Regions from separate parts of the Mus musculus genome. Here all the other regions are linked to region 2. The links are chromatin contacts, called in public HiChIP or PLAC-seq maps. All regions are on one chromosome and are shown on one strand. The core of a region is the stretch at or near the end of the contact, and the rest is flanking DNA. Distances in the headings are between cores, read along the strand shown.

Evidence for each region. HiChIP or PLAC-seq counts read pairs in DNA pulled down with a chosen protein or histone mark.
Region 1: a contact with region 2 is called in an HNF4G HiChIP or PLAC-seq map of pancreatic cancer cells. The contact joins two enhancer-like sites. A contact is called at or near these places in 1 of 484 Hi-C or Micro-C datasets (adipose-derived mesenchymal stem cells) and 1 of 115 datasets of contacts at active chromatin or transcription factors (pancreatic cancer cells).
Region 3: a FOXA1 HiChIP or PLAC-seq map of pancreatic cancer cells shows a contact between it and region 2. The contact joins two enhancer-like sites. A contact is called at or near these places in 1 of 15 datasets of contacts at CTCF or cohesin (the NIH/3T3 cell line), 1 of 115 datasets of contacts at active chromatin or transcription factors (pancreatic cancer cells) and 1 of 9 other capture datasets (embryonic trunk).

Annotation. Positions count from the first base shown.
Region 1 is chr15:63,410,343-63,413,977 of GRCm38.p6, reverse strand. No RefSeq gene overlaps it. Among named protein-coding and RNA genes, the nearest start is that of Gm41335, 55 kb to the right of the region's middle. Within about 2 kb of position 2,052, at least 28 of the 459 cell types and tissues checked have an H3K27ac peak or open chromatin away from gene starts, as enhancers often do. A contact at or near this core is called in pancreatic cancer cells, where this site is marked.
Region 2 is chr15:63,064,955-63,068,831 of GRCm38.p6, reverse strand. Gm41334 (a long non-coding RNA gene) reads left to right here. Exons shown (of 3, transcript XR_875378.1): 2 at 841-914; 3 at 1,211-1,332. Among named protein-coding and RNA genes, the nearest start is that of Gm41334, 3.9 kb to the left of the region's middle. RefSeq lists an enhancer at 1,221-3,130. Within about 2 kb of position 2,296, at least 43 of the 459 cell types and tissues checked have an H3K27ac peak or open chromatin away from gene starts, as enhancers often do. A contact at or near this core is called in the NIH/3T3 cell line and pancreatic cancer cells, where this site is marked.
Region 3 is chr15:63,557,113-63,560,510 of GRCm38.p6, reverse strand. No RefSeq gene overlaps it. Among named protein-coding and RNA genes, the nearest start is that of Gm25702, 78 kb to the right of the region's middle. Within about 2 kb of position 1,935, at least 20 of the 459 cell types and tissues checked have an H3K27ac peak or open chromatin away from gene starts, as enhancers often do. A contact at or near this core is called in the NIH/3T3 cell line and pancreatic cancer cells, where this site is marked.

The DNA.
Region 1 (3,635 bases), core at 803-3,302, 350 kb before region 2:
GAAAGGGTATTGGAAGACATGTGACAAGAGGGCACAAAGGAGGCCATATTGAGAAGGGATGGGCCAGTTGGAAACAGGAGCACCAGGGAGTTCAGTAATGGGTAGATATAAATAACAACCAAATTTAATAAATATATGAAAATGTCATAATGATACCATTAATGTATAATATATTAAATTAAATTGTAAAAAAATTAAAAGGAAGAGATGAAAAGTACAGTTTCTTCTCAATAGTGATGTACTCTAGAAACAATGAGAATGTAGGAAGGAAGATGTGAAGAGACAGAACAAAGGGGAAGGGCCATTGTCTAGAATATCAATGAGTGATAATCTCTCTCTTTAATGGATAACCCACTGATATTTATTGGACGTTGATTTTTGGAAGTCATACTGCTAAGCACTGAGCCTATCTGAAGTTAAAGTGGCATACCTGCATTTGCCCTCATAAATATTCTTCTGGTTTGGAGTATAAAATGATGATTTAATTACCAGCCATGCAGGAGACTGGGGACAGTGGGATACTGTGCTTTGGGATTACACAGCCTGGAGATTTAGCCTAACATTCTTTTTTTTTTTTTGGTCTGAGGAGTTAAGAAAGGGAAGAAGGCAGACTTGTATAGGAGTCAAAGCCAGCCAGGCTAGGGAACAGCATCAACCACAGGAAACATAAGTATTCAAGGAGACATGAAGTCAACCAGACGATAGCCTTTAAAGTAGGAGATGTGAAAGATGAATCTGAGGAGATGAGTGAGGGTCACCTCATAAAAGATATTAGCTAAGAATTAGCGAATGTCATATGGAGGGCTGTAGGTGTTGGGGAGGCCAGCTGAGGACAATCAGCAGGGGAAGAACATTAATTCTGCATTTCCATGGATTGCAAAATTTAGAGTGGTTGGACTTCTGCACATAGCTTTTGGAATTAAGTTATGGAGTGCTCGGGAAGGACACATTCAGGTCATAGAATGCCTAGGCTCTTAACACCAGACTCATCATGTGGCAACTAGAACTGGCTTGCCTGTATTCCAAATGCCTCTTGCTCTGTGATCTCTGGCTGTAGTCAGGAAGTCAAGGGTGAATGTTCCTACCCACTGGATGGATGAAGAGGCTACATCTCTGACTGATTCAGACACGTGGCCACAATTACGTGTTGTGTGATGGTTTTGTAGTTGAGGCAGCCCCAGACTTCTGGCTCACTGCCCTGGTGCACTGCCTTTGCCTCAGAATTTACTGTGTGGGTTTTCATGGACCATTCAAAGCCAAGTAGTTCCCGAAAACAAAAATTGATTACTTTTCTCTATTTCAGTCTTCAGAATGGCACAGTGTTTCAACCATGACTGCCCAGACTTTCCTTTGTAATACTCCTACCATGCTGTAAATTACAACAATGTGTGCAATTGTGGGATTATCACAAATGAATTTCTGTGAAGTTCTCACTTTCCTCATAAGCTTTCTAAATTTCTCTCCAATAATTTAAATTCCTTTTACTGCTTTTATTTTTTTATTCATTCGGATGACATAGCAATGACTATAAAAGTAGTCATAGTTACTCGTTTTTAAAATACTTATTAATTTGTTTACATGTATATGTTCCTTGTGAGGATATATGCATGTGGAGGTCACAGAACAACCTTGAGTATTTTATGCCTTCCATCTTTCATGGTTTCTAAGCAGCTGAATACAGGTCAAGTTTGTGCAACAAATACTTTTTCTACTGTGCCATCTCCCCTGCCCATCATGGTCAATTCTTATCACCTATCACCTGTGCCGATGGTCGTTGTTCTCTATGGCCAAGGCCAGAGGATTAATAACTTTCTTAAAGTGATGGTTTTATATAAAGGTTAAGACTTAATATTTATGTTTGAGATTAATAACCATACAGAGTTTAGGAAGAAACTGTGTGTTTAGTGTTCTTGTTAGAAAAAAAAATAAAGATACAGGTGCTAAGGGAGGCTGACTGAACATCCCTAAGGGTAGTGGCACAGTCTAGACAAATGCTCCCTGCCTTTCTCCGGTAGGACTGCGGTGGCATAGTCTATTCTAATCATTGAGGTTGTTGCAGAGAACTTTGTGGAATGACTCATAAAGTAAATAGTAAAGTTTCATGTCTCATGCTGGAGTCAGTAGAAGTTAGATAAAAAAAATTTCTCAGGAATCATTTCGGGGGATGGGAATGGTGAGATGGGAGATGGGGCTATGAGGGTAGCTAACACGATTACCAAGTTTCCTTGAAATTTCCAAAGTCTGGGACATATTTCCCAAATATGATATGTTCGGAATTCCTTTCTAATCACAGCATGTTTGTTATTGTAACCAAAGTGATCTGCTGGAGAGGAGTGTGCTTTCTGGTGTGGAACAGCCATGGTGTGCAGCACTTAATTAACCACTGCTTTATTTATTTCTAGACACAGGGGCCGATTCTGCAGATGACTGGGTTTCACTTTTGTGGGTGGCAAAAAAAAAAAAAAAAAAAAAAAGAGAGAAAGTTTCACGAAGTAAAATATATGTGGCAGCAACTGATGGCCTTACATGTTTTCCTCCTCTGAGTCTTAGGAGTGGAAACTTCTCTTGTCCGCGGTGCACAGAAGCAGGCGTGAGTTATGATTATGGTCTTTGCCTTGTAATTTCTGTGTCATCAAGATGTGCTCTGTTTATTACTGCACTTAGAAAGCCTTGGGATATTAGCCACATAAAGTCTCTGTCTGTGGATTCGATTACCACACCCATCAGTTGTTCCAGGAAAGTGAGACTGGAGAATCATCCTTCCGGGGAGAAGGCATCCCTGCTTGTGCAGTCTACTGGGGACGGTTTGTGAGAGTTCATTATATCAGGAGTGGCCCCTAGGGAGCCCCTGGCTTATCTCTTTGTCTTCTCCCTGAGCATCTGAGGAATTGACACTCAGAAAAAGAATAGTTCAAAACCGTAGCAAAATTGAAGATGTGGCTTTCCAAGAACATATTCTCTGTGCAGTGGATGGGTTATCCTAGAATCTAGCCAGATTCCTTTGAAACTTTTTTTTAATTAAATAAATTTAATTTTTTACACTCTAAAAGTTGCCCACTGTCTTGGTCCCCCCCCCCCCGTCTGAGTTCTCTACCCCCTGCCTCTGCCTCTGAGAGGGTACTCCCCTATCGTTCCACCCACCACCACCTCAACCCACCAGTGTCAAACACATATGAGATGAAAATGCGGGGAGTGAATTACCTAACTGACAAACTTGAAGAAGTATGATGTCTCAGTCTTCATAGAATAAAAAGTGGAGGTGTGTTTGGAGTTTAAAAATGAAAGATGGCACAAAAATAGCTCTGATTTTTGTAAACAGCTCTTTCAAGAGCTTTTTGTATCTCTGTAAGGAAAACAAATGACCCCCAAAGGAGTTCATGGAACATGGGTCCCTTATTAGTAGAAGGGAGACCTGCCTTCAAATAGTTCCATTCTGTGGAATGTAATGAATATTTTCACAAAATTCTAAGGATTAGTATTCCATGTGATATTAAATAGTGTTTACACTAGAAAAAATCATATAAAATTTATATAGACAATGTGGTCATAGTAGGAATCCATAAAGAAAAATTTTTATTAAATTATGATAATAAAAACCAAGTATATGCTCATTGATTTAAAATACTGTTTAAATA
Region 2 (3,877 bases), core at 1,047-3,546:
TATGAAGTATTTGCTTCTTCTCTCTCTCTGACCTTCCAGAAATCAGTGACTGTTCTTAAGAAAGTATTTAGCCTGCAAATCACAGCAATGAAATCTCATTCTGTTTGCTTTAAGCTTAAGCCACCTTGATGAACTGAAGAGATGAAGATCACATAACTCAGAAGCCCTAATTCTTTGTCCACGGTTATGCCTTTCTAGAAAAATCACTTTTGTCATTACCTCTCATTGAGTAAGAGAAATTCAGTAAGAGCATCATGTTAGATGGGTATAAAATGATAACCTGGTATACTTCTTTAGAAAAATTTAAGTGCTTGTTGTGTACAGATATAATTATTACAACATACTACAAACTTAAATCAAGAAACTCCTATTACTTGAGATGACTAATTCTTTAATATGCAAACACTTGCAAACTGTTAACAAAGTAAGTCAAATATTCTGTTTGTTATATACAGTGAGACAGCAAATGAATGTTTAAAGCTGGGAGCATTCTTAGACCTTTTAAAATTATTTTTGCTACTTTGGTTATTCATGTGTATGCATGTGGACCTGTGTGTGAACTCATAGATCAACTCTGGTCATCGGGCTTGGTAACAAGCACTTTTACCCACTGAGCCATCTTGCTGTCCTAGAATATTAAAATATGGTCTGTTGCCTGAATACGAAATATACCTCCAGAGGCTCATGTCTTTGAAAAATGTGTTGTCTGTCCTGTTTTCAAAGGTTACGTAACCTTCGGTGAGTGGAGCCTCAATGAAGTGGATGAGCTATGCAGGATGAGTCTTGACATTCTATACCATTATCCTAATTTCCTGTCTCTGCTTGGCTCTCTGGTTGCAGATGCAAACTGACCTGTTGCCTTCGGCACCTTCTCCATGCCTTTCCCATTGGGATGGAATTTCTCTCCTGTAACTGTAAGTCAAAAATTCTTTTCATCCTTAAGGTTGCTTTTGGCCACAGCAACAAGAAAAGTGTCTAATAATATAGTATTTTATATTATATTTGTGGTAGAGGTATTGAAAATGTACATTTAAGAACAACAAAAACAAATAAAAACAAACAAACAAAGAACAGGACAATGGGTTAAGCCCTGACACAAGTTCAAACCTCTGTAATTGAATCTTTATTTCATATTATATAGCATAGATTTTTCTGATATAAAAGAGGAAATAAACGTCTTAAATGATGTTCTAATTACTGTATCTTACAGACCTCAAGAGTGGCAGATCACCAAGCAATAAGCACACTTATTTGGAGTCATTGCCTCCTCACCAAATATGTAAGGTGTATTGATCAAAAATAGACAGAATAAACCGATAAGTGAGGAGCTCACAGGATTTCCTAGTGTATGTGCTAGATCATCTATTTCCTCTTGCATGTTACTGAATAAAAGGCTATTTTCAGTCAGGAGAAACAATGACACAAAATACCACTGCCTCCATTTGCAAGAGACTTTGTAAGTGCCTTACAGGAAGTTAGTCATGGCCCTTGAATGGTGTGTAAGAGCACTTGCACTGTTAAATCGCATGCTTACTTCAGGATTCTGGAATCTTCCCAAACTGTTTGCTTACCTTTGGCTGAATTTTCTGACTAGATGGAAGGGGCTTTCCAATGATTTGCCACACAGGGCTTATCTTGAATTGTGTAACAGGCAGTACAGGGACTAGGCAACTGTTTGAGATCGAGAAATGACTATGTACATTATCAACAATTGTTTGTAGAGATAGAGGGAAGGGTTGTTAACTTCCTTTGGAAAACAAATCTTTTGCTAATTACTATGCTATCTGGCTTGTAGACAGATGAATAGAGAAAAAAGTCACAAAATGTTATGTTTTTAATTCTGGCCATTTGATATAACACTACCTCTCCCTATGAAAATTCTCCGGACTCTGTCCTAGAATAGCATTTTACTTGAGGAAACAGTGTAGTATTTTGAGACAAGAAGACATACAGCAATCCTGGACTCATTTAAATTGACTAATATGCTTTTGTTTTTCTGAGCATGTGTTTGTTCAGGTTTCAAATGGAGGGACCATGATCCCATAAAATACAGGGATGTTATAAAGGTCAAGAAAGACAATATCTATAAAAGGGGCTACTGGTCAAGAACTGAGTCAGATAGGAATCTCTGTTGTTATTGTGTTAGTTATTCAGTTAAGAAATTTTGCCTGCTTCATAGTAGAATTTGTGATCTACATCTAAGACTTTGCAAAAGAAAGTAAGTATCTTGAGGTTAGGACTTAGTCATCTCCTAACCCCTCAAAGTCTAGTGAAACTTGTGTAAATCTCCTACTTTTCTCCCAGAAACAAATCCTGTTGAGGACACTCCCCTCTTGACATCTCCTTAGTAAAGAACACTCACACAGCAGGGGTGAATGCACTTTAGAAAAGACTTCAGCTCATTCTGCACTAGGACTCTGAAATTTAATTTTAGCCACAGTGTTGATGGAACAGATCACAGAGCTTGGGCCACTCTTCAGTGGAAATGAAATTGGAGAAGGGCATGGAGCCAAAAATAAGGGCCTTTCTGTCTAGTGTTTGGGGACATGGACTTGAGAATTTCAAGTGGCCACCAGTCCCTCCCTCACTGCCAACACTGCACAACTCTTGGCTGAAACCTCACTAGGACATGAGGGTCTTGCTATAGGAAAAGAGAGTTCCTTTTTACTGACACCAAGCTCAGCAGAAAGGAATGCACTTCAAATAGCCCTGTTTGCTCAGTAACCACATTTGGGCTTCATGGTCTTTGGAGCCCTGCTCTCTTTGTAATTGACACACATCGGGAGCCGGCTGCTGATAGCAAAGACAGTGAGTTTGGTTTAGAGTAGGGCCTCATGTAGAATGCTATTAGCTGACCCTGCCCAGGATGTCTTCTTATCCTAATGAGAGAGGAGTGCTAAGGAGGAAGAAATAGTTGTCTATGACAAATGTAGTACTTTCCTGTTTTCTGTATTGCTACATACTATATAGTTTCTCAAAACCTTGTTGGAAATGCTTTTGTCAGAATCATGAATATCAGAGATTATTACCTGGGTCCTATTTGTAACAGTACACTTACTGCTAGTAAAAATGGTAGCTTCTTATAACTTACACCTTAAATTCTCTCACTTAAAATCCTCATAACGTGCCCAGTGTGGTGGCTTAAGCCTTTAATCCCAGCACTTTGGAGGCAAAGGCAGGCGGATTTCGGAGTTCAAGGTCAGCCTGGTCTACAAAGTGAGTTCCAGGACAGCCAGGGCTATACAGAGAAACCCTGTCTTGAAAAACCAAAAAAAAAAAAATCTTCATAAGACTCATCCACGGACTGACTCCCATCATTCTACATTAGCAAGAACCAAAGATTCAGATCTTCATGTTAAATTTCCCAAATAACCTTATGATGTTCATATAGTTCAAATTTTCAGTTCAGAATCTATGGATTTAAAATACTTCCTGAACTGGTTTATTGTAGTTATCTTACCATTAACCTCAACAAATGATCTGATGATACCATAGCATACACATTGTCCCAATGGTTATTCAACTGCCAAATGTAGGATGACTGACTAAGAATCTAAGCTTCGCATTCAGGAAGAAAAAGGACATCTCTAGCTGCATATGTTTCAAAAGATGGCCTAGTCAGCCATCACTGGAAAGAGAGGCCCTTTGGACTCGCAAACTTTATATGCCCCAGTACAGGGGAACGCCAGGGCCAAAAAGGGGGAGTGGGTGGGTAGGGGATTGGGGGGGTGGGCATGGGGGACTTTTGGGATAGCATTGGAAATGTAAACGAGGAAAATACCTAATTAAAAAAAAAAGGAAAAAGGACATTGCACAGAGAGACTTAGTTTAGTTTCTCTCCTTCCATGATGCTATAGTTCCATTAGTGTTAGAATTT
Region 3 (3,398 bases), core at 686-3,185, 490 kb before region 2:
CATATACACACACACATATACACATATACATAACATGCCCACATATACATACATATACACACATACACATATATATACACATACATGCACACATATATACACACATTCACACACACATTCACAGATATGTATATATAGATACAACCTGCTCAATCTATTTAGTGTTGCTCATATATGTGCATATGTATATGTATGTGTACTCTGTGTGTGTGTGTAATGAGAGGAAATAGTTTAGGATTGAATAACCTGTTAGAGGACTCAACTGTGGAAAATGATAGCTTCTCTCAGCAGCCATTGTCTGTAGCTTTTCATCTAGGAGTGGAGCCTTGTGAGATTTACTCCATTATGCTGAAAGTCACCAGATGTTGCCATTGTTTTGATCTTGATTAGGTGACCATATTGTTGAGTTTTCTAGACTGGAGCCTCCCTGTTATGTATAAAAGACACACCCTTACAGTTTGTGTCCTGTCCCTTTGGCTCTTATTATGTTTCTACCTGCCTCTTCCCTGATGTTCCCTAAGCCTTAGGGGCTGGTGTTTATTGTAGGGTTGGGACCCCATCATTGCTCTGTCCACGTAGACCAGTCATGATATGTGTGAATAGATGTGGATTTCTGTGATGGTCTCTAGCAGTTCCAATAAAAAGCTTATTTGATGACAGTGAAAGCTACAGTTACCTGTTGGTGTAAGAGTAAGTGTTTGGAATGGAGTTAGAGGTTATAATGATTTTGAAAATTTGCAGCAGTAAGTTAGGTTGTCCTCTGGCATTCTCTTACATTTTTCACTAAAAAACAAACAAACAAACAAACAGACAAACAAACAAACAAACCATTTCTACGGGCTAAGGGTGTAGTTCTGGGACAGAGTACTTGCTGAGCATGTTTAAGGCCTGGACCCTCTCTGTCACTGCAAGAAACAAAGACCCAAATAAGCAAACAAGGCTTATTTTTGGATGATGTGTAGTTGGATGATCAAACCAAAGCAAACCAAACCACTTCCTGCTCAACTTCAAGGCAGATAAAATTCCAGCACTGAAGGGAGGAGATGGGCAGGAAGCCTTCCCTCCAGCTGAGGAGTAATGTTAATTTTTACATTTACCCCATGTGGTAACGCTTTATCATATTGTCCTATACTACTCTATGTATATAATAATAGTTTTAAATCATCAAGAAAAATGAACAATGGTGGTTTTTGTTGGTAGATAAGTTTGCAGTGCATTTTCCACAAGTATTTCCTCTGTCAGCTTTGAGAAGTGTATGCATAATTTAAAGCAGCAGCAAACTGTACCCAGAGGCCTCCTGAGACTTGCTCAGGGACTCTTGCTACTGAGTAGCAAAGTTAGACAAACCCCTGCGCTTTCTTATCTTAAATATTGTGTTCTTACATCCAGTTTCAGTCTGTGGGGGTATTTAACATGAGGTATGTTTTTTTAAAGGTTTTATAAAGTATGAAGATTGGCTTTTGTTTTCTGAGAAGCACATTTTTGCGGATGACATAACTTCTGATCCTGAAATGCAGTATTGTAATTAATGCCATCATAGTACTTTCAGTGTGCCTCTTTATGGATTTCTTATAACCTTAGGAAGTCACTATGACTAAGTGTGGGAGAACTCAAGGTCAAGGGCAGAGGATATCCTACAGCTTGGATTTAAGCCCAAACAATCTGACTCTGGTTTCCTGAACCCAGCCCAGCAAGGACACTGCCTCATTGAAGGTACAACTCTAAGTGCAAGCTGCTAAATAGAATGCCACCTAGCTATGTTCATTTATTCTCAATAAATGTGAGCTTCATTTACCTCATTCTGTTAGATAGATCTGAGAGTACACTCCTTGGATACAGTTGGGAATGCTCTGGTCTTCTACTTGTAAGCTGTGGGTAATGTGCTGTATCTTTCTTCATCACTCATAGTAACAGCTGAAAGTGGACTGAATCCAAGGCCTCTGCATCATCTTGAATTCTTCCATGAGAACTGTTCCTCACTGGTAGTTCCTGCTGCTTCTCACTGCCATAGTCCTACCCAGAAGCCTCTGTTTCATAGCACTTCCTGACCTCAGGCACAGAATAAACACAATCACACAATTTATTACCATGTAATCATTATTTACCTGGGGGGGGGGTGAATTCAGAACAATAAATTCTAAATTTCACTTCCCAAAGGTCCAAACCACTCTTCCTCATTCTTGCAAATTGTCTAATCACCTTGTATAGATCAGAACTCATATGGTTGAGGAGTAATCATTATGGACTGTGAATTATTAAATCAACAACTTTAAAAATTCCTAGAAGTTTGCTACAAAGAAACAGCATAAGAGAGAAAAAAAACCCTCCCTTTTCTTACTCAGTGTTATTTATTTGGGCTGGGAATATAGCTGAGTTATCGGAGTGACAGCCTCATGTGGCCCAATGTTTTGATCCCGAGCACTGCATACACTGGATGTGGTGGTATGTTTATCCATCTAGTTAGCAGCATGAACCTGGGAAAGCAGGGCCTAAAAATGAGTCAGACTAAAGTCTTACACAATAGCCAGCTTTATTCAGAGTGCCAGGCAATTTATACTCCGAGGGTTAAGAAGAATCACAGAAGTAAGGTGTTCAATCACAATGACAAGCCACATGTGGCAAAAACATGTTTTTCCATAGAGGCATATAAATAACCATGACTAAGGTAGACTCACTCCTATCTCCTACACCTGGGAGGAGCATAAAAACACATTCCAAGAACAATTCTGTGCTTTGAAGAAGCTTATATCACAAGACTCTTGTCTTGTATTCCTGGCATTTTCTCATGAGTATTCAGAATTCTCACATAACTCCATTCTTGGACTGCATTCTGACAGTGGTATATACATACCTATAACTTCATACTTGGGGAGTAGAGGCTGCCGTTAGAGTATCTGAAGTCCAAGGTCATTCATGACTACCTACCTAACTACTTTGAGGTCAGACTGTGCTACCTGTAACCCTGGTAATTTTATTATCAACTTTAGATGATATAGTTTAACATGACCATGGTGTGGAAACTGAGACATGCGTAAAGAAAATGACAGGCAGAGAGGAAGCTTCAGACAGGATGCATCATGCTTTAGTTGCTTTATCATTGCCAAGAATAAACGCCATGGCTGCAGGGATGAGAAGGCACTGAGAGACAGCAGCAAAAAGCGGGCTTGATTTCAAAAGGATGCCCTAGGTCCAGAACAGGGTTACTTAGGTTTTCTCAGCCTCCAGCTGGAGATTCCTTTTGGAAAGAACAGGGAATGTGGGGAACATGTGTTGTCATTCTCTACTTTCATGTCTCTGTATCCACAGCTGAAACTCTATTCATCCCACGTATTCACGACTCTTGCATCCCAATGACAAATCATTTAAGGGGAAGAAGGGCTTATTTTGACTCTTAGTTT